Linked DNA regions of Callithrix jacchus: region 1 is linked to region 2. The links are chromatin contacts, called in public Hi-C maps. All regions are on one chromosome and are shown on one strand. The core of a region is the stretch at or near the end of the contact, and the rest is flanking DNA. Distances in the headings are between cores, read along the strand shown.

Region 1 (5,655 bases), core at 2,939-5,438, 140 kb after region 2:
TGAGGAAACAGAGGTATGGAGAAGTTAAGCTATTTAGCCAAGGTGATCTAGCTCATAAAAGAGGAGCCAGAATTTGAACCCAGGCTTTTAAATTATATACCTCTACCTCGCACAGAGCTTATGCAATTGGGAAGTTACCTGTCTACCTTGTCTGCTCAACTGTGAGCTTTTGAGAACAGATATGATGTCTTCAGTCATCTATGTGTCATCTTTGCAACTGGGATCCAATGCTTGTCACCTAGTAGGCACATTCGTATATGTATGAATGAATGAATTGTTGATGTGACATTGTAAATGTCTCATAAATCTCATGAGAAGTGCTACTAAGAATATGTGAGAGTAATACAGACATATCTGTATTTCACCCACCATGTGTATCATCCATGAGGACATAAAAGAAGTAAAAATAATGTTACTGCCTTTAAGGAGAATTTGGTTTAGTAGAAAAATGTAAATAGTTGAAAGAACTTAACTATGGAGCTTTTAAAAGCCATTCTGATTCCTAGCTATTAGTATATGATGAACCTTTAAAAAGATAAGTTGATTTCTATACATACTAATAGCTAACAGCATCCGCAGTTTAATTATTGACTTAATCAAGGTCGAGGGCAGAGGACTTCTAGTACTTTGGGAACTCCTTGTCACTTTTCATGTCAGCCTTGCTTTATTTAAAAGGGATCCTAAAAAAGTGAAAGCTTTCTGTCTCTCTGACATTTTAACTAATTTATCAGTTGAAATGTATCAGCCCAGTTGAAGTTGACAAGAAGATGATTTATCTTACATACATCAAATTGATTGCAAAAGAAAGATTTCTGTCACTATTTTAAATGCAAAAATAATATGCTTAAAGTAGAGGTATGGGCATACTGTCGTTTCTGGAATTGTCCTCCTCCATGGTCTCTAATGTCCTTTATAATAGTAGCATGCTTATTTCATAAGCCAGAGCCCATATAGGAAAAAGCCTTTTCTTCCCCATGCAAAGGCTTATAACTGAATGAGAAAAAAAATAAATTAATTACATGAATATTAAGAGGTTACTTATCTATTATAACATTGGGCCACAAGTTGACTAATTAAAAGGAATGCAGGTTGGAAAGCTGCCACAAATCTGCTCCTTTCATTTAGAGGGCCACAGGCTGAAGCCAGTGATTGTGCGTGACAGACTCTGGGAACAATGGTGCAGTGCACAGACCGTCCAGATGAAGCATGCTCGTCTGAATTACACCGACGACGGGGTGGCCTACAGGCAAACAAAATGGTTAAACAATACATAATCAAGTTTTTATTTGGTATTTCCTGCGAGGCTGTACCAATTGCCAGGGAGCGTACTGTATTTTTTTCTTCAGCTGTATTAATTGTTGACCATAGCTGGCAGAGCCCCAAACAGGGACAGATAAGGGGGAAAATGGCATCTGGACATTAAAGCCTCAAGTGTGCTGGGGGGAAAAAAAAGCACAAAAAATTACAGCATATATCAGGAATTTTCCAACTAACGATGTGCGGATGTGGTAGCGCGAGGGAAAAAGAGCCAAACTGAGCTTGCTTTGTTCGCTAAGAGAGGCCCCCCTGTAACATTCCTTTTAGCTGTGCATATTTTGGCTTCATTTGTACAGTTTTAACTTTATACTGTGTGTGGAGGAGTTCAGTTGTAACTGGTGGTGCCTAATAATTCTATTGCAATAATTAAAGTTCATGGAGAGCTGTTAGGTTATTAGTTACATAGAAGCTGCTTCAAAAACCGGAGTCAAAGCTGAAAACTTTTTAAGTGACATGTCATTGCTATAAAAGATGGCAAGAAACAGTGCCTTAAAAGCTTTGGGTGGGAGTGAGGGGCCCAGACTGAGAATAGTGAGAATATGGATCCTGTAGCCTATGAATAAAGCATTTTCCACTAGCTTGTAAAACATGAAAATTTGTGATAGCATAATATCTATCATCTGTTACTTTTAGATTCCATTTAAAATGTGAAATTAATATATAAATGTTAGCAAATCTATTGCAGAAACCAGGTATTGCAGCTTCCCAACCTCTGATAGAAGTCATATGTGACTTTTAATTCAGTAATACGAGGAAAAGTCTCCAACTGAACACAGCTTCCTTCTTAAAAGATTGACATGCCTTGGAGTCCCCAATAAAATAGTAATTGTAATGTAAGCCAATTGGTTCGAGCTGTGAAGTATGTTTCCTAGGGGCTTCTTTGCAGTGGTAGAGAGCTGTTTGCATGGTTGTCATGCTCAGTGGTTACACTTGCAGACTCTGGAGTTAGACCTGGGTTTGAATTCTAACTCTGACAAGTGGCTAGTTTGGGACTACTGTAGTTATTAACATGTTTGAATATCAGTATCTTACCTAAAATAGGGGTAAAAAAAAATTCTGTGCCTATCTCGCAAGTTTTTATATTTAAATCACACAAAATTTGTGAAATCCTTAGTGAAGTGCCAGGCATATGGAAGACCCATGATAAACTTTGACTGTTTTTCCTCAGCTATATCTTCTGTTGTGCAGCTCTGGGGTTTCTTTGAGCCTCTCAAAACATTCTTTCTAGTCAGTGTCTGCATTAGAGTGGAATATATTTTCTTAATCACCATTGACTTCTATAATAGATAACAAGGAACAGGTTGTTTGGTCTGTAATGAAAGCCAGGGTGATAGTTATGATTACTATTAAGCATTATTTGAGAAGCTGAAATGTTAATTAAGTGTTTCCAGAAGCACTTATTATGATCCAATTATTAGTCCTAAAAAACAGTTCTCTCAAATATCATCATTCTTCCCGAGATGGACTTCCAGCTACAGTATACACGGACTTTATGACATTAGAGATGGCCGCCTGGTAACATAGAGGCCAGGCTTCATCTCCAAATGTGAAGAGAAAATTCTCTCTCTCTCATTCATGTCTCATATTTGATTGGATGATTTTAGTAAGACTTAAGGACTTTTTTGCATATCAGTTAAATTTTCTGGTGTATGTTGCTTTTCATTTTCTTCTCCAGAAATCTTAACCCTCTTGAAGACAGGAAATGTGTTAGGAGTTCATAGACTCTGAATATTAGAATTGTACAATTTATCACCCCAGAATTCCATATGCTGTCCATTGAATAAAGGGGTGACAATGTTAATGATGATCAATGTTTAAATGGCAAACATCTTTAAATCCACAAAGTTTCTCATAGACCAAAGCATTTGTTCTAGTCCCTGACATATCAACCAGTTTTTTCAAAGTAAATCTTGTGTCCTGAAAACATTTTGAGGCTTAAATAATACCACTCTTGAATATTTTCATTTGAGTAATTTAGTAAAGACTATTTAAAAAATACACATATATGATAAGGTTTTACAGGATCTTTACTTCTGATCATTAAGAGTAAAAGATTATTAATTTTTTCCCAGCAAAACAACAACAGTATGTAATAATAAGCTAAATGTGGTCAGCTTTGATTTCATAAAGGGAAAACTCCTTTTTGATTTCTACAATTGGCATTTTCTCTTCAGCTGCTTTTTAAGTTGGGCTGTTAGCAATTTAGCCTGTCTTTAATTTTAAGCACCATTCTTCTAGTCAGGAGATCCCAATAGGAAGCCTACTCTCAAAGCTTCGCCTCTCATTGGCTAGCTGGGAAAAGAGCATTTCTGCATAAATTGGATGCTTCCTTCTCCCCTGGAGACCAAATATGCTCATGTTTCACAATCCCCTGGTTTGTAACCTTGAGTCCATTGCCTAAAGCTGGAAACTTTCACTTTGTAGAACAGAACACACATCGAAATCCAGATCCAATACCACTGACATGCCCGTGGGTCTGACAGCAGATTGAATACATGCTTCTTTCTTAATCCTGTGTTTCTGAGCTGCTCCAACTGAAATCAGAAACCGATGTGCGTGAGAGAGGTGTCCTTCAAAGAAAGGTATTTCCTTTGTGCAGCTCCAGTGCACACAGAATCCAAGGGGTTAATGTGAAAGCTGCTTTGAAAACAGAGGCGAAGGTCACTGGCGGCAACAGCAAAGACTTTTAAAGCCTGCCGTCCTGAGCCTTTCAGCCTGCCTTCCCCACCCAGGGGATTGTAAACATTGGCTCTCGGCCACCACGTCCCAAAGCACAAAACTTCTCTGTGCTTTCAGCCTATACATTTATGCTTTTTTATGGAAGTTGAAGCAGAGGCGCATTATTGCTGTGAGCCCAGAGAACATGTCTCTGTTCAATGAAAGGGGAGGAATCCTGTCCTGCCAGAATGTGAAAGCATGCAGATACGCTTATTTAGCGGTGCTTCACATGGAACTTAGCTGCTGCTCTTAGTCTGACTTTCTCAAGTCAAAAGAATGTGTAGAATGCTGTCACTTAATCAGGACCCAGAAGAGCTCTTTTATCTGCCATTTGTTGGTAACTTGCAATATTGTCCTTATCTCATTGTCCTTTAGCTTGATCCAGTGCCCTCAGATATGAGAACTGGAAACATGGAAGCACTTATTACCTTGAGCATTGCTTCTTGATTTTTATTATTATTATTATTTTTACTTCAGAGTTCCTTAACCACCAACAAAGAAGCTATGAGGCTTTTCCCCCAAATTTCTGCCTTAGTGCTAGGATCATATTTGTTTGGTAATGTTTAAAAGAAACCAAGATGATCTGTGTATTTACACTGCCATTTATACCTGATTCTTTAAAAGTCTATTATTGGCATAACTTTGTATCATTATAACTTTCACTGATCATTTGCATGAAACAGAATGGAATTTCCAGAGGTATCATGTGTAGCTTACATTTCTCTCTCCCAAACTTTTTAATATGTCATAGGAGGTTAATATCCCTGTGTCTATAAGTAATTTCAGTCTTTTGAGATGATATTTTTTCCTTCAGTAATTTCTAAAGACAAGAATCAGAGATATATTTCAATAGGTAAGAAGAGAAAAATTATACCCCATGTCTTTCCTTTTTGCTGCAGTCTTTATATATACAATTGTCTATTTCAAAGACAGACATTTCTTCTGAAACAGCCACTCTGAGCATATTTTGTAATAAGTTTGGATGCTTACCTAATGAAAGCACAATCAATCACTGCACATTCATGTTTGATCAATGATGCTTGATTCTGAAAAGAACATGAGATAGACAATAGTCCCTCCCATACTACATGACATGCAGACATGACTGTACTCTCACCTGCATTGATAAGTGATATGTGACTTTGCCTTTTGCCACTCAAGCTAAATAACTCTTAAAGTTCTTCACGTCTCTTCTGGAATTCCAGTTTTGCTTTATGGAATCACAAATTATATTGGGCAATTATTAATGTTCTGTCAGTTTTCCTCTTGGTTAAAGTTTGATTTCTGTAAATGTCAGGTTTCTGTGAACAGCATCATTGACCTGGATTTATTGGTACACAGCGTGATGTTCAGATGGTGTCACTGAGCATGTATAATTTATTTATTCTCAATTATAGGATTCTGGAGTTAGAAAGACTTTAGAAATAATTAAATGTAACTTCTGATTTTATAGTTGAGAAAACTAGGGCCCAACGATATAAAAGTACTGTTTTGCAAGATAATAACTGTATAGAGGTTATTTATAACTAATATCCAGAGGTATATCTGGAACAAAAACTCAGGTTTCCAAATCTTAGTCTGGGACTCTGTCTCTTACTCCATCTAATCATGTACCCCTTA
Region 2 (6,253 bases), core at 3,530-6,029:
GCTCAGCAACACTCCCAGAAGGGGACAAGAACCATTGCTGCATTCATTGACAACTTACTAGGGCCAGAGGGCACAACCAGGAGTTGGAGGATTGTTAAAGGGAAAACAAGGGTAATGTGGGAGGATAGGACTCTGATGTCTGCAACCCATCTGCTGGATGCTCAGGGGGGACTCTGGGTGGCTCAGTAAGATAGAAAGCAAATTGCCTCAAGGAGTTAGAGCAAAGGGGGATGTCTTCCAGCTGAGGGAATTTCAAAGGTTTTATGGAAGAGCTGAGCATTGCAAGGGTGATAGGACTTAGAGAAGAGGGCTAAAAAGGTAAAGAACTGTAGGTAGAGAAAACACATTGCTGAGGTCCTGTAATTGGCACATAGATCCTTAAACTTTATTAAAATACTTTGCTAAGATTATCTACAAAATTATTCTAATGTATTCTCTGAAGGAAATAGAAAGAAGTAGTCCCAAAGAAGAGGGTCTAAAGGATGTGAAGTCAACTTTTCTGTAGACAAACATTTATTAGACATAAAATGCTTGCCAGTTATTGTGCTAGGTACTGGGGATGCAAAGAGATGAGTAATTTTGAACAAATTTAAGACAAGGTTTAGCAATCAGAGCCTTGCTTCAATTTATGGTAAAATGTTTGATCCACAGACCTATGTCATGATATATTTTCTTCTAGGCATTCAAATAATTCTACAAAGAATTCCATTCTATGTTATTTTCAGAAAAAATCCAGAATAAGACAACATAAAATAGATTTACATGTGAATATAGATCATAACAGTATATAACTTCATTTAATAAGACAGATTGAATTGCATAATAGGATAGACACAGAAGGCCATTCATTCAGAAAGAATCGGGTTGCCTGGCTACGCAGCCATACCTCTAGCACTAAAGCTGCATCCCTCAGCTCCACAACCTCAGCATGTGCTTCCTTCACTTGTCCTTGCTGCCAGGCCATTCACAGAAGTTTCTCCCTGGGTGCCTTCTTTGTCCCTCCTTCTACCTCCAAGATCCCACTTTATCATCGTTCACTCCCACTGTATTATACCTTCGCTGCTCCAACTGAGTGATCTAGCATGTACGCACCTTTTAGCTCAACCAAAAGCAGCTATGGCAACACAATTTTTAGGCCATGTGTGCAGTTGAGATGCAAGTATTATCTCAGAAAAGAAATGTTAGAAGCCAGTGAAAATTACAGGTCACTGTCAATAGAAAGAAAATATAGGTATTTCAATGTGATTATCACATTCTTTTGTAAGTATATTTCCATATTTTTCTGATTACTCAGAATTCTAATATAGATGATGAAAGGATCTTAAGAACATGTTTCAAACATATAATGATATGCCAAGAACATACAGGTATTCACACACACACAGGAAAAAGAAGATATGGGTGTCTATCAAAAGGGAAAATTTTTGAAAGACGATGGCAATTATACAAATATGAACATAGTACTGACATGTTGCACAAGGGAAATTATAGAGTAGTAGAACCAATGGAAGCAGAATGTTCCAAAAGATAATAATGTTTTGGGTTTTTTTTCTGCTTAAATGTTATAAGCTACTAGCTTATATATATATTTTTCTCTCATGGCAGATATCAAAATCATTTCAAGTTTCACTGCCCATATGCAATCCAATAGATCACATGAAACAATAAAAAAAGAAAAATCCAGATCATTTCTAAATTGACAGAAATAATTTAAATAGAAGACTGAGCTTTAAAAATCACTTAAAGCTCAGAATTTTACAAAGCAAAAAGTTGATAATACAATTAACTTTTCCTAAGACATTTAGAAAACTTTCAATAATATAGTTTAAGGGAAAACCCAAGAAAATATCTTAGAAATGCCTGAGAAAGGGGAGAAGAATGCATTAAAATGCACTGCATTTATATTATCCTATTTCTGTTTAAATTATAGTTTTTCATAATTAATAAAGAACATTTACACAAACACACAAATCAGGTTAAAAAGTAGGGTAACTTGTTTCAAAGCTAAACTAGAAATGTGTAGTAGGTTATAGAAATATCTCATTTCTGAGTTTCTGAAAAATGTATTTTATAAACTCAAATAACCAATATAAATCAGAAGTGAATTAGACTTAGGTATACATCATGCAATTATTATTTTAAAATAAATTACTCATTTCCTTAACAAGGTTAAAAATTATAGACCAGAATTTAAAATTTTATGTTTGTTTAAGTGAAAACAAAACTTTACAGATATTTGATATACAAATGCTCACACATGAAACACATTCCTTATGTGACACTAATAAGTCTTTCAGTGTAAGTTACACCACCATATTTGGAAATAAGTCCATGAATTCTAATTTTTAAATACCTGTAAGATGATTTGCAACTTTAGAATATCTGATATGTGGTGTGAAAATACTGGTTGGAGTCATTATTCTAGAGTCCTATATATTCATTCTCATAAGACTCCTAAACAAAGAAGTTGGAATTTGGTTCACAGTTCATAAACTTTGAACAAATTTTGTTATGATAACCTGTTACCCACAACAGAAGTTATCCATAAACAAAAATAATCTGGTATTTACTAATTTTATACAATCAATTGTAAAACTTCCTTGGGTCTGAAGCTTTAACCAACTGGGATTTAATGTGAACCATAACCAGGAAGAGTGAACAATAATAAATTAACACAGAAGATAGCAATAACAGGAAAAAAGGACAGAGAGTTAACACTCAGTATTAACATATGTAATTAAAGTTTCATTGTTTTTTACATTGCCCACATCTTCTAGTAACCTAAATCATGGAATTTCTGATCTAACAATGGTTGTTGTCAAATTCAGAAATTAAAAATTCAACCCAGTGTGGAAAAGACACTTCTCTGTTAATTTCAAAGATATTTGTAGCTATTTTTTAAATAAATGATTTATTCAAATAAATTCTAGTCATGATGTGCTGGTTCCTATTTACTGGCGATTATTTCTGGATTATATAAACATGTTAATTACCAGCAAGTGAATCTTGTTTTAAAAAGTAAATAAGTGTGAACAAGTACCAAAATGGAGGATACCCATTTGTGTCTCTGGCTTAAAGTCTAATTAGTGATTTGTAGTCATCTAATATTTTATGTAAATATAAAATCTAATGATTTGCTTTCTTCAATTTATAAGGTATGTGAGATTATAAATAGCTTTACATATGCTCTTAACACAAAATGTATTTTATGAATTATCTTAAGCTTAAAGACATACAATTTTTCACCTTTATTTTTTAGAAAAAATGTATTATAATGCATTGCAAAATATGTGCTACTGGAAATGCATCAATTTTTATTTCCCTAGCCTCACCTCACATTGTAATATAGAATCAATTTTATAAAGGCAAAATTTTGATTTACTGTGAGATTAATAACATGGTTTTAAAGTCAAAAGATTTATAGAAGTAGTATTTCCAACTAAAACAGAATTTTGCAGGGTTTTAATTTTTCTACAAAGAACTGAAGTAAATAATTTTGTGAAAAGTTTTGCTTTTAGATGTTTTAAAGGGTTTCAAGTATTCTACAGATACAGATTTTGGAGAACACTAAATTCTTTCCAAAAAGACAGCTATTTCAAGTTTTCTTTTACTCCATTGTAGAAAGTTTTAAAGACTTTTTTTTTGTCCAAAATCTCATTTTCATCTAAAATAATTGTATTCAAGGGTTTCTCAGCAGGTAAAGTATACATTCTTACCAGGTTTCAAATTTCAGAATTCCAATAATGCATTTAAACTGAGCACCCCTCTTTGTGTGTATGTATCTACTATCTGCAGTTCTATTATTTGCACTACATTTTAGTCTTTTTAGCTCCTCTGAAATACGTTAGTGAACCCTCAGCAGTTACTGACCACTTAATAATTGTGAACCCGCCAGCCCCTTCAAGTAGATCGTTAACCATAAGAGTGCCTGATAATTTCCAAACCATATCCTCTAAAAGGAAAATATAGGGCTTTGTGAGGCCGAAAGGAAGCGAAGGAAAACAAAACAAATGTAGCTCATGCTGAAAGTGAAAAGTGCTTGGACAGATTAGTATTTCTTTTCTGCAAGGCATCCTGCCAAACTTTTTTTTTTTTAATAGAGAAGAGTTAATTTTTGGTCTGATTTTTCAGTTTCTTGTAAAGTATTGGTATTTTCCACCCCCATCGGCCCCTCATAATTATTGTTGGTTGTTTTCTGTTTTTCCCATCCGTCCACGTCACACAGTGAGGATAACCCCCACTTCACCCTGTCAAAACCCCAACTCTTGGAGACCCTGGGTTTGGAAACTCCGCCGACTCCCGACACGTCCCCACTCTCTCCCACTAACGCAGCTTATTTTAGTAGCGGGATCCCCCTACTCCAGTTTCAGTGAAAGCCGGAAATTTTCATTTAACTCCCCCGCCTCCGCCCCGCGCCCTTCTAGCCCCCGACGCGTAGACCGGAGCTGGGGAGCCTGGAGCTCAGAGCCCTGCCGGGGCTCGGCCGCCTCCCCTTTCTCCGGAAAGCTTTAATTTGCACACCAGCTTGCCTCTGCGCCAGGAGCCCCCAGCCCCGCCGAGGGGTGGCTCTCTGGCAGAGCTGCCTTCGTGGGTCCCCGCCTCCCCCGCGCGGTCTCCCACGCTGCCTCCCCGGCTGGGGCCCCCAGCGCCGGCCGGATCCCCGCGGCCCCGTCCGCCCCCAGCGAGTCGCGCGGGCGGCGCCCTCCGCCGTCCCTCCGCCCTCTGCCGCTGTGCCCACCCCCTCGCCGGAGAGTGCTGGTAACTCCTTCCCCAGAGTCTGATTACCTGCTCCGCCAGGCCGTGGACACGTGCGGAGAGCCGACTGACACTCGCAGCCTCCTCAGGAGGCCCGACGCGACTGGGCCCCTCAGGTGAGGAGCCGTGCGCTCGGGTGGGTGGGCTGCGGGGTGGGGGGTCCCGGGGGAGATCTGAGAGATTGGCCCGGGTCCGAGGCATAACTGTGGGTGGGGGTAAGTGGAGCGTGGCGGGGTGGGGTGGGGTGGGGGGGGACCCGTGTTTCCCTGGAATCGGCTTTGGTTAACCCCTTACAAACTGAGACGGGGTTGGTTACGGGGGCCAGTTTTGGGGAGCTAGAGGAATCTCCTGATGAGAGGGGAGATCCCATGCTAGGGACACCCACGACACCGAGATCCTGCTTCCACGTATCCATGCGCACACACACCCACGCAGAACACTCCCCATCCAGTTTCTCCAACGGAACTGGAACTCGACTCGGACACTCACATAATAATTCACATTTAGGGTTTCAAATGCACTGCCTCTGGGGACTCCATGCTGGAAAATGTGCTTCCATCCCCCTATTTCCCCCACCAAAGCTCCCCCTCCAGCTCGCTGAGGTGTGGGTGTGGGCTCCACCTTCCCCTCCACGAGATAAATGTTAACGCAGGCTTCCTGCGGGCGTGTTATGCACAGAAGAGTGCACGCAACCGGCCAGTGCCCAGGCTTGGAGACCCGCGAAGACGCACGTTTGCTTTAGTTTCCAAGTTTACTTTTATACTTTTAAATACTGGAGTTAAACACACGCCCCGCGGTGAGCAACCCTGGTACCGCAGCGCGCCCGACCGTGTGCACATGGGCGCATCTGCGTGTGCGCACACGCGGGAGTCGCGGTCCCCGGTGTGGCCTCTTGTCGCTGTGCTGGTGGCGACCCTTGCGGTGCTTGGCAGGCTTCGGGAGAGGCGCATGAAGGATTTCATTGAGTGTGAAGACAGAGAGCAGAGACAGAAAGCAGAAGGAGGCGGCTGCAGCCTTTGTAGTCGCGGAGGAATGCGGAAATGTTGAAGCACTATGTCAAACTTTTTTGAAATGGGGTCAAGTCACATTCAGCCAGCGTGGGAAAGCAACAACAACAACAAAAAAAAAGTGGAGGAGGGGGGGGGAAAGGCATTGCTGCTCCCGTTTCTATCCGCCGAGGCCGACCTTCTGGGGGGCGAGTAGGGGGAGAGCCGGGGCCGTGCGGGGCCCTGCGGGGGCAGCAGGCACAGTTCCCTGTGGGGGTGGGACGTCCTTCGACGCTTCCTTCGCTGCGGAGCCCGGGGCTAGACTCTAGCGGGAGGGGGATGGGGGAACGGAGGAGAGGCGGGTTGGGCGGCCAGTGGCGGCTCCTCGGCTACCTGTGTGGCCCTCGACCTGGCTCAGACCCCCGGCAGTCCCTGGGGGCTCTTTGCTCGGATTTTAAGTTCTGAATGGAGTGAGTGCCAGAATCTCTGCTCTCGCCGCGGTCCACTCCACC

Evidence for each region. A called contact is a pair of places that touch in the nucleus more often than the background predicts.
Region 1: a Hi-C map of skeletal muscle shows a contact between it and region 2, with 2.3 times the contacts expected there. The contact joins the enhancer-like site here to the promoter of CDK6 in region 2. A contact is called at or near these places in 2 of 3 Hi-C or Micro-C datasets (induced pluripotent stem cells and skeletal muscle).

The regions. Positions count from the first base shown.
Region 1 is chr11:56,920,338-56,925,992 of calJac240_pri, forward strand. The region is part of intron 4 of CDK6 (cyclin dependent kinase 6); the gene reads left to right. Among named protein-coding and RNA genes, the nearest start is that of FAM133B, 110 kb to the right of the region's middle. Within about 2 kb of position 4,189, at least 11 of the 16 cell types and tissues checked have an H3K27ac peak or open chromatin away from gene starts, as enhancers often do. A contact at or near this core is called in skeletal muscle, where this site is marked.
Region 2 is chr11:56,781,583-56,787,835 of calJac240_pri, forward strand. It overlaps CDK6 (cyclin dependent kinase 6), which reads left to right and starts at 4,780. Exons shown (of 8, transcript XM_009002454.5): 1 at 4,780-4,871. LOC144578366 (a long non-coding RNA gene) reads right to left here. Exons shown (of 5, transcript XR_013523946.1): 2 at 4,786-6,253.